Regions from separate parts of the Mus musculus genome. Here regions 1 and 3 are each linked to region 2. Evidence: chromatin contacts called from public promoter capture Hi-C data. All regions are on one chromosome and are shown on one strand. The core of a region is the stretch at or near the end of the contact, and the rest is flanking DNA. Distances in the headings are between cores, read along the strand shown. Region 1 holds the start of Pnpla8 (patatin-like phospholipase domain containing 8). Region 2 holds the start of Strn3 (striatin, calmodulin binding protein 3). Region 3 holds the start of Mipol1 (mirror-image polydactyly 1).

Evidence for each region. Promoter capture Hi-C pulls out the DNA fragments that hold promoters and counts their contacts.
Region 1: a promoter capture Hi-C map of pre-B cells shows a contact between it and region 2, with 3 times the contacts expected there. The contact joins the promoter of Pnpla8 here to the promoter of Strn3 in region 2. A contact is called at or near these places in 3 of 39 promoter capture datasets (cranial neural crest, liver and pre-B cells).
Region 3: a contact with region 2 is called in a promoter capture Hi-C map of pre-B cells, with 4 times the contacts expected there. The contact joins the promoter of Mipol1 here to the promoter of Strn3 in region 2. A contact is called at or near these places in 1 of 39 promoter capture datasets (pre-B cells) and 1 of 484 Hi-C or Micro-C datasets (CD4 T cells).

The regions. Positions count from the first base shown.
Region 1 is chr12:44,267,651-44,271,727 of GRCm38.p6, forward strand. It overlaps Pnpla8 (patatin-like phospholipase domain containing 8), which reads left to right and starts at 1,504. Exons shown (of 10, transcript NM_026164.2): 1 at 1,504-1,651.
Region 2 is chr12:51,690,152-51,693,975 of GRCm38.p6, forward strand. It overlaps Strn3 (striatin, calmodulin binding protein 3), which reads right to left and starts at 1,763. Exons shown (of 18, transcript NM_052973.2): 1 at 1,271-1,763. The coding sequence starts at 1,552. It overlaps Ap4s1 (adaptor-related protein complex AP-4, sigma 1), which reads left to right and starts at 815. Exons shown (of 6, transcript NM_021710.4): 1 at 815-1,163.
Region 3 is chr12:57,229,146-57,232,952 of GRCm38.p6, forward strand. It overlaps Mipol1 (mirror-image polydactyly 1), which reads left to right and starts at 1,280. Exons shown (of 10, transcript NM_001164370.1): 1 at 1,280-1,466. Prps1l3 (phosphoribosyl pyrophosphate synthetase 1-like 3) reads left to right here and starts at 1,267. Exons shown (of 2, transcript NM_001037746.3): 1 at 1,267-1,466.

The DNA of each region.
Region 1 (4,077 bases), core at 254-2,753, 7.4 Mb before region 2:
TAACATAGGAAGAAAATCTGGGTATATTATCTAACTTAAGGAATTACATTATTAAACATTAGAAACAAAGGGAGAAGGCATGGTGAGTTACTGACTGCTTGACCAAGATTTAGTTAGGTTCCTTTTATGACTTTTCACAGTACCTGTCATCTTTTGGCCTCTGCCTTGGACCTATCTAAGTCCAGTGTTAGGAGGAATCGTCTAAGTTGATATGAAATTAATCCCCACTCTTGGTATCTGGTCATTCTCATCTTCTCTCACCAAGAATCTGCTTCTTTTCAGCAAGAATGTCTGTTACCTTTGACGTGATGTCATTTCTTAGTAATCTTCCATCCAATGACCACCCCCTTTGCCTACTGTTCTAAACTCTACTCTTTGTTGTGTCAGAACCTGGAGCTGACAGCTCACTATGGTAATAGTTCTGACCTTCTACCATTTCAATAGTGTCAGGGTATTTTAATATTAGTAAATTAATAATAAAAAAATCAAGAGCTAAAGTTATTTCCAAGCCTTTCTTAATTTTTGGAGTACATATTTGAGCTGTTGTGAGGCTATTTAACAGCTAATACACTGCTAGGGTTTACCAGACAGTATGGTAGACACAACCCAATATCATGTGTTAACCAAATGCCTAGTATGCTCATTTACTCTTTTTTCTTTTTTTTCTTTAATTTTTAGGGGAAAGAAACGTCAAGGTCTCCTCATGTAGCCTGCTCTCGCCTCGAGTTTATAGGCCTACTACATTTTTTACCTTTGTAATGTTTAACCTCTGTAATCCAAAGCCCCTTAATTAAAAACTGTCAGTGAATCTGGCAGCACATGTAATGCCCTTCCTAAAGGGCTTTACAATCATTTTCATTTTAAGGGCTGGCCCTCTGCTACTCTTGAAGGTGAACACTGAGGTCCTAATCTGATGGTCTAGTTAACTAGATAGCACTAGACCTGTGGCGGGTTGTAGTTTGCCTCCCTGGTATACAAAAATTTCAACGTGTTGATTACAAGACCATCAAAGGGGTAGTACACGCTAACTCCCACAAGATGGTATATGACAAAGAGCTTTTAAGTTGACAGACCCCGTAGCTGTTCTAGAAACAAAGAGGAGGTATCACCACAGCAGGATCACAGGGTCCAGCCAGGCTGCTCACATCCAGGCTGCGGTTAAAGCGGTTCCCTGGAACCTAGGCAACACAGCGCGCGCAGAGTCTTCTGGCACGCTCAGCCCAGCTGAACTTATTTCTGAACTATTGGTAACCCGCAAGCAAGCAACCAGGCACTCTACTCTGAGACAGCGCTGAGATTAAAAGCCATTGATCTCCGCCTAACCGTCACAACAGATCATAAAAGTAGCACTTGCCCCTTCCGAAGCGGTGCCTCTCCCAAGCACTCAGCTCCAACAAACTCCCCGCCCCTCCCTCTCTCCACAGCCACGCCCTATTACGTAGGCTTAGGAGGGCAGAAGGCAGAAAAACAGGCCCTAGAGCTTGCGTCACTTCCGCTGGGGGCGGGGCGTAGCGGTGGGTGGTGCTGGTCACGCCAGTGTTTGGGGTCCGGGCGCCGCAGCTGCGAGCAGGCCGGGCGGGCCGATGCGGACCTCAGAGCTGGCGGGAGGCGAGTGGCGGCCGCGGCGCCCGTGACTACTGCCTGCGTCCCGGTGAGTGGCCGGAAGGCGGCGGGGTGGCAGGTGGCCTCCGTGGCGTGGGCGCTTCGCCGGGCTCTCCCGCGGGCGTTTCGGAGGCCCGATACGCAGGCCTCGGGGTCCTGGCGGGCGCTTGGCCCCGACGCCCCGATGCCGCGGGCGTGGCCGCCGGGTGTTTTGGTTGGTTGCGCCCCGCCCCCGCCGGTGGTCCCGCCCAGCCCCTCTCTGCAGTGGCACGCCGGGTCCTGAATGGGCTGTTCTCTGGCAGATCACTGGAGACGCGACGTTTTCTCTGATCTACCTCGACCTTGACTGGGCAGCGTGTGCTTTGTGTTTTGGTGGCTGGATATTTTTACTTCTCAGCGATTTGCTTTTTCTTCCCGTCCTATCCCAGTGCGCTGTTGCTTAAGCAGAACCAGATGCGCGTCCCTTTTAAAAGATGAAAAAAACTGTATGAGTCAGCAGGTTGCAGAGCCTCTTGTCACTGTCATTTCTGTCATGATGCTGGGGGCGGGGCGGGGGGTGGTACGACCAGTTTTCACGCCCATTACAGCAATAACTTTAAAGAAAAGTGACCTTCAAGGAATATCTTAGGAGATAGATGTGACATAAGCGGCTATCCTAGAATGCATTTAAAATTACCATTTTCATTTCCAAGTTGTATTATGGACCGAATTCCTGATTGTCAAAAATATATTTCAGGTTCTCAAGGCGGTTCATTACCACAAGGAAATGGGAAGAATGTTTTTAAAAAGTGAGGATTATTATAAAAGTACATAAGAGTGAATTGAAAAGCTTATGTTTTAGTGAAGCAGTCAGTTGTACCAAATTCCATATAGCTATTTTGTGAAATTCGGTATGCATATTAGATGAATCTCCAATATAAAGACCTCGCTTCATAGTTTTTGCTAATTGTTCTATTCTCTATCTTGTTTTGTATTTCTCCATCTAATTTTAAAATCTTGGTAACAGTGGCCCTCTTCATAATGATGTCAGATTAGTGAAAAGGTCAGCTGCACTAGTCTATATTAATACATCCATACTTTCCCATGCAGAATTGATACAAGAACAGTCTGTACTTGAAGTTGTTTTTTTCAGCCAGTAAAGATGGGATTTGTTACTTTATTTGGGGCACATAACGTTTGTGCAAAGGTCAGAGCTAGACTCTTGTTTCACCTCCAGTTCCAACTCACTCCCAATCGCTTGTATTTTATTCGGTTTACTATCCTTTGCTTTTAAGAGGATCCTTTCCTTCAGTGCTTCCTGGTTTGCTTGAGTGCTTTTCTTCCTGTTCCTAACTTTGGGTACCACTCAAAGTTCTATCCACATTGTTCTCCTCAAAACAAATTTAACTTTTTGAAACCAAAGTCATACATAAATATCCTGAAATGTCAAGGAAATTATAGGGTGCATTTATTTGTAGCTGAGCATTTTAAAAAAGAAAGAAGCTTATTTTTGTTAAGTCCTGGGTATCCAAATACTGCAGGCCATCTCATTTGGCCTTGAGGGTCCAGTTGTTATTGTGTTGCATTTTGTCATACATAAATGTAGTCTCTCTATTTCTATTTCAGTGCCCTGTCATTACTGCATTCTGTAAATATGGAAGAAAATATAGTTTCTTCTATGTTAAGCTGACCCCTTTCCAGGTCTTTCATATTCACAAGTGGCATTTTCACTCCATGTCTGATTTGAAAACTTAAGAGTTTTCTTGACAACTTCTCCTTAACAAGTCCTGTTTTTTTTTTTTAATTATTTTTGTCTTTAATATGTGTAGATGTATGTGTGTGTTTATAGTTAATGAAGTCATGAGTGCAAGTGCCTGCAGAAACAGAAAGAAGATGTCAGATCTCCTGGGAAGTGCAGACAGTTGTGAGCTGGCAGCTGAAAGGAGCCTAATCTGGGTTCTGGGATCCAAGCTCCAGGCTTCTGGAAGAAGAGTACACACTCTTAACCACTGAACTATCACTTTCTTTTGTAACTTTTTTTGTCTCTTCAAAATGTGGTTCACAGTAGAGCTCACTTCTACGTTCTTACACTGTTACTGTATTCAGACCCTTGTTGCCTGTTTGGCTGCATTATTGCAGTTGTCAAATGACATACTCTGTATATTCATTCTACACCTAGCATTTCCCTTCATCTCACAATGTCTGTTAGATAAAATTCCATTCCTTGCCCTAGAGTAGAACTAAGTCTCCCTTTCTGCTTAACACCTGCACTGTGCTGATACATAGCCCTCCTCCTTCTAGCTCTGTCCCCAGGTCACAGCACTCTTCACCTTTTCATTCTTTTTCCTACTTTTTTTTTTTTTTTTTTTTTTTTTTTTTTTTTTTTTTTTTTTTTTTTTGGTTTTTCGAGACAGGGTTTCTCTGTATAGCCCTGGCTGTCCTGGAACTCACTTTGTAGACCAGGCTGGCCTCGAACTCAGAAATCCGCCTGCCTCT
Region 2 (3,824 bases), core at 513-3,012:
ATTAAAGACTTATGCCTCTACACCTGGGTATTTTTAATTTTTGAATAAAATTGTTTATAGTTTGTAAATAATCAGGTCAGAAATAAATTAATCAATGTAATTAAAAAGTTTACTATTCGACACCAAACTGAAGACTCATATTTATTTGAGGATACCTTTTCTACATTCATTAATCACGCTGTTGTTTCAACATTATTTCTCACCAAAGTTATTGTGTGTGTGTGTGTATAATAACGAACAATATTGCTTATGTCGAAATTTATAAGTCTGAAAAACAGGTGCAACGCTTAATTAGATACACGCTTTTTTTCTTCTAAGCTTAAATTAAACCCTGGAAAGGAACTTAAAACTAAACGCAGTCATCCTCCAGCTTGAATAATCCTTTCAAACAGATGCAGCAATTTTAAAAATTCAAGGCATGAACCCGCAACTGTCACCTTCCAAAAGTTAGGATAACCCAAGTCTGTCAGAGGATCACATTAAGTGGACATTTAACTCCGTTTTAGCTTGTACTAAGCGATAAGTACGGTCTACTTCAAATTAAGACCAATTCTTTCCGCAGACATTTCCTAAATACTGTACTGACAGCCCAGCTTTGCTTTGCATCAGTAAAAACATGAATATAGTAGGGAACTCTAGAGAAGCCGACTCAAGAGAGAAATATTCAGTTAAAGTGTTGATGAATCAGTAAGCGCTAAAGGAAATCCAAGTGAGTAGAGCGGCATCGCAGGTACTTAAAGGAGTTGAGGATGGGAAGGCAAACTTGTCCGGCCGGCCGCGAGCCATTGTGCGCGGCGGTAGCCCGAAGCGGCGTGGCTGTCAAGGGGCAAGTGCGTACCGAGGCGCGGGGGAGGGGGCAGGACGCCACATCGGAAGGGGGTGCAGGAGCCAGGAGGCAAAGACGCTCATCCCAGGCCCTCTCCGCGTGGCCTCACCCTCAAGGGGACCCACAAGCGCAAACTCAGTGCCTAGCGGGCCCACGCCAGACTCTCGCCCAGAGGCGCTGGGCCCAAACCCCGGAGGCCCAGGAGAGGTGGCTCCGGAGGAGCCCTGCGGACGCCATGCTAAAAGCCAAAATGGCTGCCCCAAGGATGCCCGCAGCGCGCCGCCCGTGAGGAGGGAGCCGGGCGCGCCGTCACCGCTCGCCGGCCGGAGCGGCTCAGGTAGGTCCCCTCCGCCCTTGAGGGCACGGGCCTCAGCCCCGGCCCCACCCCCGCGGCCCGTGGCCCCGGCCCCAGCTCGCAGTCGAGAGGGGTGACGGGTGACGTACCTGCAGCTCGGCCCGCTCCACCTCCCAGTGCGCCCGCTCCATCTCGAAGCGAGCCCACTCGTGCTGGATGTAGTGTAGGATCCCCGGGATCGTGTACTGTTGCGGCCGGGACAGCTCCGGGCCTGCCGGGGGCCCCGCCGCCTCGGCGGCCGGAGGACCCCCGCCGCCCGGCGCTCCGTTCGCTCCCGGCGGCAGGCTCAGGTTCCCCCCGGGTCCCTGCTGCGGCCGGGGAGGGGCTGCCATCCCCTGGCCGCCGCCGCCGCCTCCGGCCAGCTCGTCCATTGTGTGTGGGGCCCCGGCCGGGGCGCAGTGCCAGACGCCGACAGCTGCGGGGAGGGCCGGGACGGTGGCCCCGCGCCGACCGCAGGGCGGGGGGCCGGCCGGGAGACGGCCGGGGAGGGGGTCGTTGCCGTGTGCTTGCCGCGGATCAGAGCAGGGAGCTGCCGGCCGCCGCCATTACGGTACCTCCTCCATCTGCCCGTCTCACTCACTCACTTTGGGGGAGAGGGGGGCCGCGGCGGGAGGAGGAGGAGGGACGGAGGAGGAGGAGGAGGGACGGAGGGCCGCCGCTCGCGCACGGCACGCTGGGTAGAGAACGCCGCTGCAAGCCGCACTCCGGAGAGCCAAAAAGAGTCCGGCCTCACCCCACGCAGGCGCACTGAGGATGGACCGCTCTTCGGGAGGCGGGGAAAGGCCTGGGCCCCGCCCCAACTCGGGCGCCGGGCCCCAGCTTTTCTACGCCTGTGGAATCTGGATGCTGCCTTGACTTTGGGGAAGCGCGTGGGCGTCGGGCTTCCGGGTCGTTTTCCTCACGCACGTATCCTTAGGGGCAGCGTGGGTCTCAGCTGAGGGCCTGGGCTCTGGAGCTGCGTGCAAGGCGTCCTCCGTACTGCCCTGGAATTCCTGACGTTTCTCTAGAATTCCTGGCGTGTTTTGCTCAGTCCCAGAGGGTCGGGCCTCTTTTCTGCCTGTCACTCACTTGACCTCTGGTTTCGTGGCACCAGTCAGTCTGCAGGATTCTGGAGACGTCTACGTTTGGCAAATAGCCCAGATTCTTCCGGACTTTCTCACTGGCTCCTGGGCTTCGTCGCAACCTGCTTCTTTGGTCCCACTTCGGTGCTCCTGGCCGCCCGTTGTAACTTCTTAAGTCTTTATTATTCTGAGATTCTCTGTGTTTGAGCTATTGCTTTTTTTTTTTTTTTTTTTTTTTTTTTTTTTTTTTTCCTGAAGAAGTTGTGATATCTTGAATTCTTGAGAATAGTGGGTTGGATGGCAAACGATAACTTTCAAAGAGACTGATGTTTAGAAGTCAATGAACGCAGATATTGTCATTAGTGGCAGAAATTTTGATCGAAACAAAATGAAAGTATTGTAAATAGAACTTAAGATGAACTAAATCAACACAACGATATCTTTCTTCATCATTAAATGGTTTTAGAATGAAATACTACATACACAAAGGGTCAGTTTTTAGGTGCTATAGTGTGCATTTTTCTGTAAGTTCTTTTTTTGGTTTTTTCGAGACAGGGTTTCTCTGTATAGCCCTGGCTGAACTGGAACTCACTTTGTAGACCAGGCTGGCCTCGAACTCAGAAATCCGCCTGCCTCTGCCACCCGAGTGCTGGGATGAGAGGCGTGCCACCACGCCCGGCTTTCTGTAAGTTGAGGTAACAGCCTGGCTACCGGGCTTGGTGAACCATGTCTTTAATCCCAGCACTCGGGAGGCAGAGGTAGACAACCTGATCTCTGGGTTTCGTTTCAGACCAGCTTGGTCTGCAGAGTTCCCAGACAGCCAGGACAACAGAGAAACCCTGTCTGGAAAAGCCAAAAAAGGAAAGAAGAAGAAGGAAAAAAAAAACAAAAAACCTAATAACCTATGTAACAGCAAATGAAAAGAAAAATACACAGTACTTACAGCTATACAAGAAATAGTATATAAAATTGGTTATGTTTTTAAACTTTTATTTTCACTCTGAAAGCCTATTCAAATTTTCACATTGGAGCATATAAGTGACTTCATATAACTTCAGAGAGAAAAAGAAATACATTTTATTTTGTCATGTCTGCTGTGTTATAAAGAACTAATTCGATCTGTTACACTTATTACCATATTTATGAAATGTAGTCTTTAGTAAATGAAGAAATGAGGCTGGAGAGATGGCTCAGCAGTTAAGAGCACTGACTGCTCTCCTAGGCGTCCTGAGTTCAGTTCCCAGCGACCACAGTGACTCACAGCCATCTGAAATGGGATACAGTGCTCTCTTCTGGTGTGTCTGAGAGAGCAACAGTGTACTCACATAAGTAAATACATCTTTTTTTTTATATGAAGAAATAGTACTGTTATCTAAGAGTTATTGACAATCAGCATACAGCTGGCTCAAGCAGTCCCATTCCTTAAGAAAGAACACATAAAAAGCTCAGAAAAACTTACATCCTGGGTACCTATTTTATGAACACAAGGAAGCTTTTAGGGATCTGAAGCCCACATGGCTGGTGATTATGTCAAAAGAGCAAGTTGCACATTTATATTTCTCATTTCACACTTCAGCTCACA
Region 3 (3,807 bases), core at 30-2,529, 5.5 Mb after region 2:
GTTTAGAAGTTAGTGTGGCCTCTTTTTTGGAAACTTTTGCTATGTATCCCAGGCTGTCCTGGAATTCACGTTCACTCTTCAAAGGTTCAGAATTACAGATGTGTACCACCATAATCATATTTTTTTAGTGGTGGTTTGTTTACATAAAAATATGATTCAACTCCGACTAATGTAAAGTAATAAATAAAATTTAAAAATGCATTTAAAGCCTGAATCTGTCACAAGTCACTAGTACTAGTCATTAGTTACATAAATAATGAAACTTTTTCTTTTTAGTATTATGCTCTATTTATTCCAAATAATTTCCATCTGGTCATCTCATCCTTTTTTTCCATGCTTCATTCCTCCTGTCACCTACTTTGTGGAGTATGTGGCACTTCTGAAAGGTGAACCTTTGCTAGAGGAAATGGGTCACTGCTTTTTGGTTATAGAGCCCAGCTCCATTTTCTATTCTCTTGTTTTTTGACTGGATGGCTAGCCACTTTGCCATCCTGCCTTTATTAGCATGGTGGACACGGATCTCGTATTGCTATAAGCCAAAATAAAGTCTTTCACGAACTTTGTCTATTAATTCAGAAAATAAATATAATTTTCTGCTGTGGGTGTAAAAAATTACTATTATTACTGTTACCCCAGCATCCAGAAGACTACTTGGCATGTAGTATGCCCTCAATAAATAGATAAGTTAGAGTGACTTCAATAGCTCAACACTAAATTACCAGAGCATCAGTGGCTAGGGTGGGGTGCAGGAGTTCTAGATTAGATAGGGCAGCATAGGGACACTACTTCTCTTTCTTTAAAAGGAGAAAAATATTCGAATATTATCAGCTATATCATCTAATAGAATTCCACATTACTCCTATACTTCGCTTTAAAAATATCCCTGGCGTTCAGCCCTTTCTTTTAAGTTCTGCGATTGAACATTCTGAGTACACCCTTTCTAGTCCTGAAGTCAAAATGTCACCAGCCTTAAAGCTTTTCTGAAACCATTGGCCGATGTCTAAGTCTCACTCTGGCTCACTTCGCAGGACCTTTCCTTCTGTCCCCGCAAAGCACTGCGCACAGAAGGAAACCACTGCCCAGTGAAGATACTCCATGGGATGAGCCCGAGAACCACACATTTCCCCAGTTAGCGCGCACTGGTTGTCAGCTCCTCCCACAGAACGCGACCTCGAGGTCGCCTTCCTTTCCAGCAGCCCGGAACCATCCTTGAGCCCTCCAGCTCGCCGGAAGCCCCGCCCCGTCCCGCCCCGCCCCGCGGCAGCCAGCGGACTCGCGCATGCTCGCTGCGCGCAGCCTCGTCCCCGCGTGCTCTCGCGCGCTTCCTCTCGCCCGCTCTGCTCTTTTTGGTTACTCAGGGGCACGCGCAGCGTTTCGCGCGACGATTGGCTGCCTCGGTGGCGGCGCCACAGGACCGGGCAACTACGCGAGCGGAGTGGGCGCTTAAGGATCCCGCGGCTCCTCAGGTAACGGCGTGGACCGGGAGCGGCTGGGGGAGGGGGGAGAACCTCAGGGTGGCCTGCAGCCCGCCCGGGACTTCCGGCCGCGGCCCCTGGAGGTGCAGGAGCGCTGCGTGGCCCGCGTCGCGGCGTCCTCAGGTGACAACACCGCTCCTTCTCCAGGTTTCGGCCTCATGGCGTCATAGTCTTTCAAAAGTTAAGAAGGGACGAACAATGACTCGGAAGTGTGGGCTGTTTTTCCTCTAAGCTTTGACGAGTTAGGGTTTCAGTCCTGGCGGGACCGCGGATCCACTCTGTGCTTTTGCGGGACACTTGAGCGATTCACAGTTCTCACCCTTCAAAGTGCGAGCAAAAACCCCAGTGTAGTTCAGTATGCCCGGCGCCTACATTAGTAAGATGCAGCTGCAAACTCTGCCTTCACTACATTCAAGATTTGGCTTTTCTTTTTTTTCTTTTTCTTTTTGGTTTTTTTTTCGAGACAGGGTTTCTTTGTATAGCCCTGGCTGTCCTGGAGCTCACTTTGTAGACCAGGCTGGCCTCGAACTCAGAAATCCGCCTGCCTCTGCCTCCCGAGTGCTGGGATTAAAGGTGTGCGCCACCATCGCCCGGCCAAGAGCTGGCTTTTCTAACTGGAGGATGACACCACCCAGTGGTATTGGTGAAGTACTTGAAGTTGGACACTACAAGATAGAAGAATAGACTAGGTTTCTAAGAGAATAGGCCTTTGGAAGGGCTCCTTGAGCGTTTTGATGTCCGTTAATTCCCGATGGTGGTAGACAGCTAAAGAAGGACAGTTTTAACCTGTCTCACGAGTTACCTCACTTTGCAAAGTTTCGTATTGCCATCTGGAATGAACCTCACATCAAAGGACAGTTAGTTACATAATCATTACATAGGCTATCATCCCGTACCTCAATGTGCCTCAAACTAGAGTGACTTGAGAGGAGGGTAGTTAAAGGAGGAATTGCCTCCATCAGATTGGGAACATTTTCTTGATTAATGATTGATATGAGAGGGCCCAGATCACTGGGTTTTTTCAGCCCCAGGCAGGTTGGACCGCAGTTGTTAAGGAAGCAAACCAAGCATGCTATGGAGAGCAAGCCAGTAAGCAAGGTTACTCCCTGGTCTCTGCTTCAGTTCCTGTTTCCAGGTTCCAGCCTTGAGCTCTTTGCCTTGTTGCCCTGGATGGCGATGGATGCTGACCCTCCACTATGTTTGTTTTTGGTCATGGTAGTCTTGTCAAATTGAAAGAAACCAACCTAGATCCAATCCTATGAAAATAATATAGCAATATATATATGTATATACTTTAAAGATTTATGTATGTGAATAAACTGTTGCTCTCTTTAGACACACCATAAGAGGGCATCAGATCCTATTACAAATGGTTGTGAGCTACCATGTAGTTGTTAGGAATTGAACTCAGGACTTCTGGAAGAGTCAGTGCGTTTAACCACTGAGCCATCTCTACAGCCCAAGCAATATATTTATTTAATGGAGGCAAAGTTTGTAAAAGTGAGATAATATGAATTATTTCACTAGATAAAAGTAATAATGGCAAAACAAATATGAATAGGACATGTACATTATTCTTCAAAGACAGTATAAAATAAAAATCTTTGTGTGATAAGTTTGAAAGCTTAATAAACATACAAAACCATGCTTAAGTCCTGTGTACAATTTATTGCATTTTCATGAAGTATAATTATGTCTTGAAATTTAATTTTAATATATATATAGGTATGTGATATAGTATAAATTTAAAGTACTGCATTAGATTTGTGTATGTACATTGAGATTGCTTTCATTATGTGTAATATGTGTACAGTTTAGAAATAACTAGACTATAACAGGGTTCAGTTTACTGTAGTTTATAATCTTGAATATTCTTCTTGTTTCTTCTTTAAACATACCAACATCTGTCTCCGTCTTTTTCTTAAGACATTCTCTTTTGAGTCTGGCTGTTTGAGAAGTTGCTATGTAGACCAAGCTGAACTTGAACTCAGGGAAATTATCCTGCCTCTGCCTCCCAAGTGCTGGGATTAAATGAGGGCACCACCCCACAGGGCTTCTTTGTATTTTATCTTGAGGATTTTGAAGACTACCATGACCAAAAACAAACATAGTGGAGGGTCAGCATCCATCGCCATCCAGGGCAACAAGGCAAAGAGCTCAAAATCCTTCTTTGTATTTTATCTTGTGGAATGAACTTTGAAAAATAGAAAAAAACTTGATAATAACTTTTAAAATCTTTATTGTGAAATAATTCATATAGAAAGAAGTATATAAAACATGGACTTTTTAATTCCTTATTCAAATGAATAATCACTAAAACTTCTTACTAATC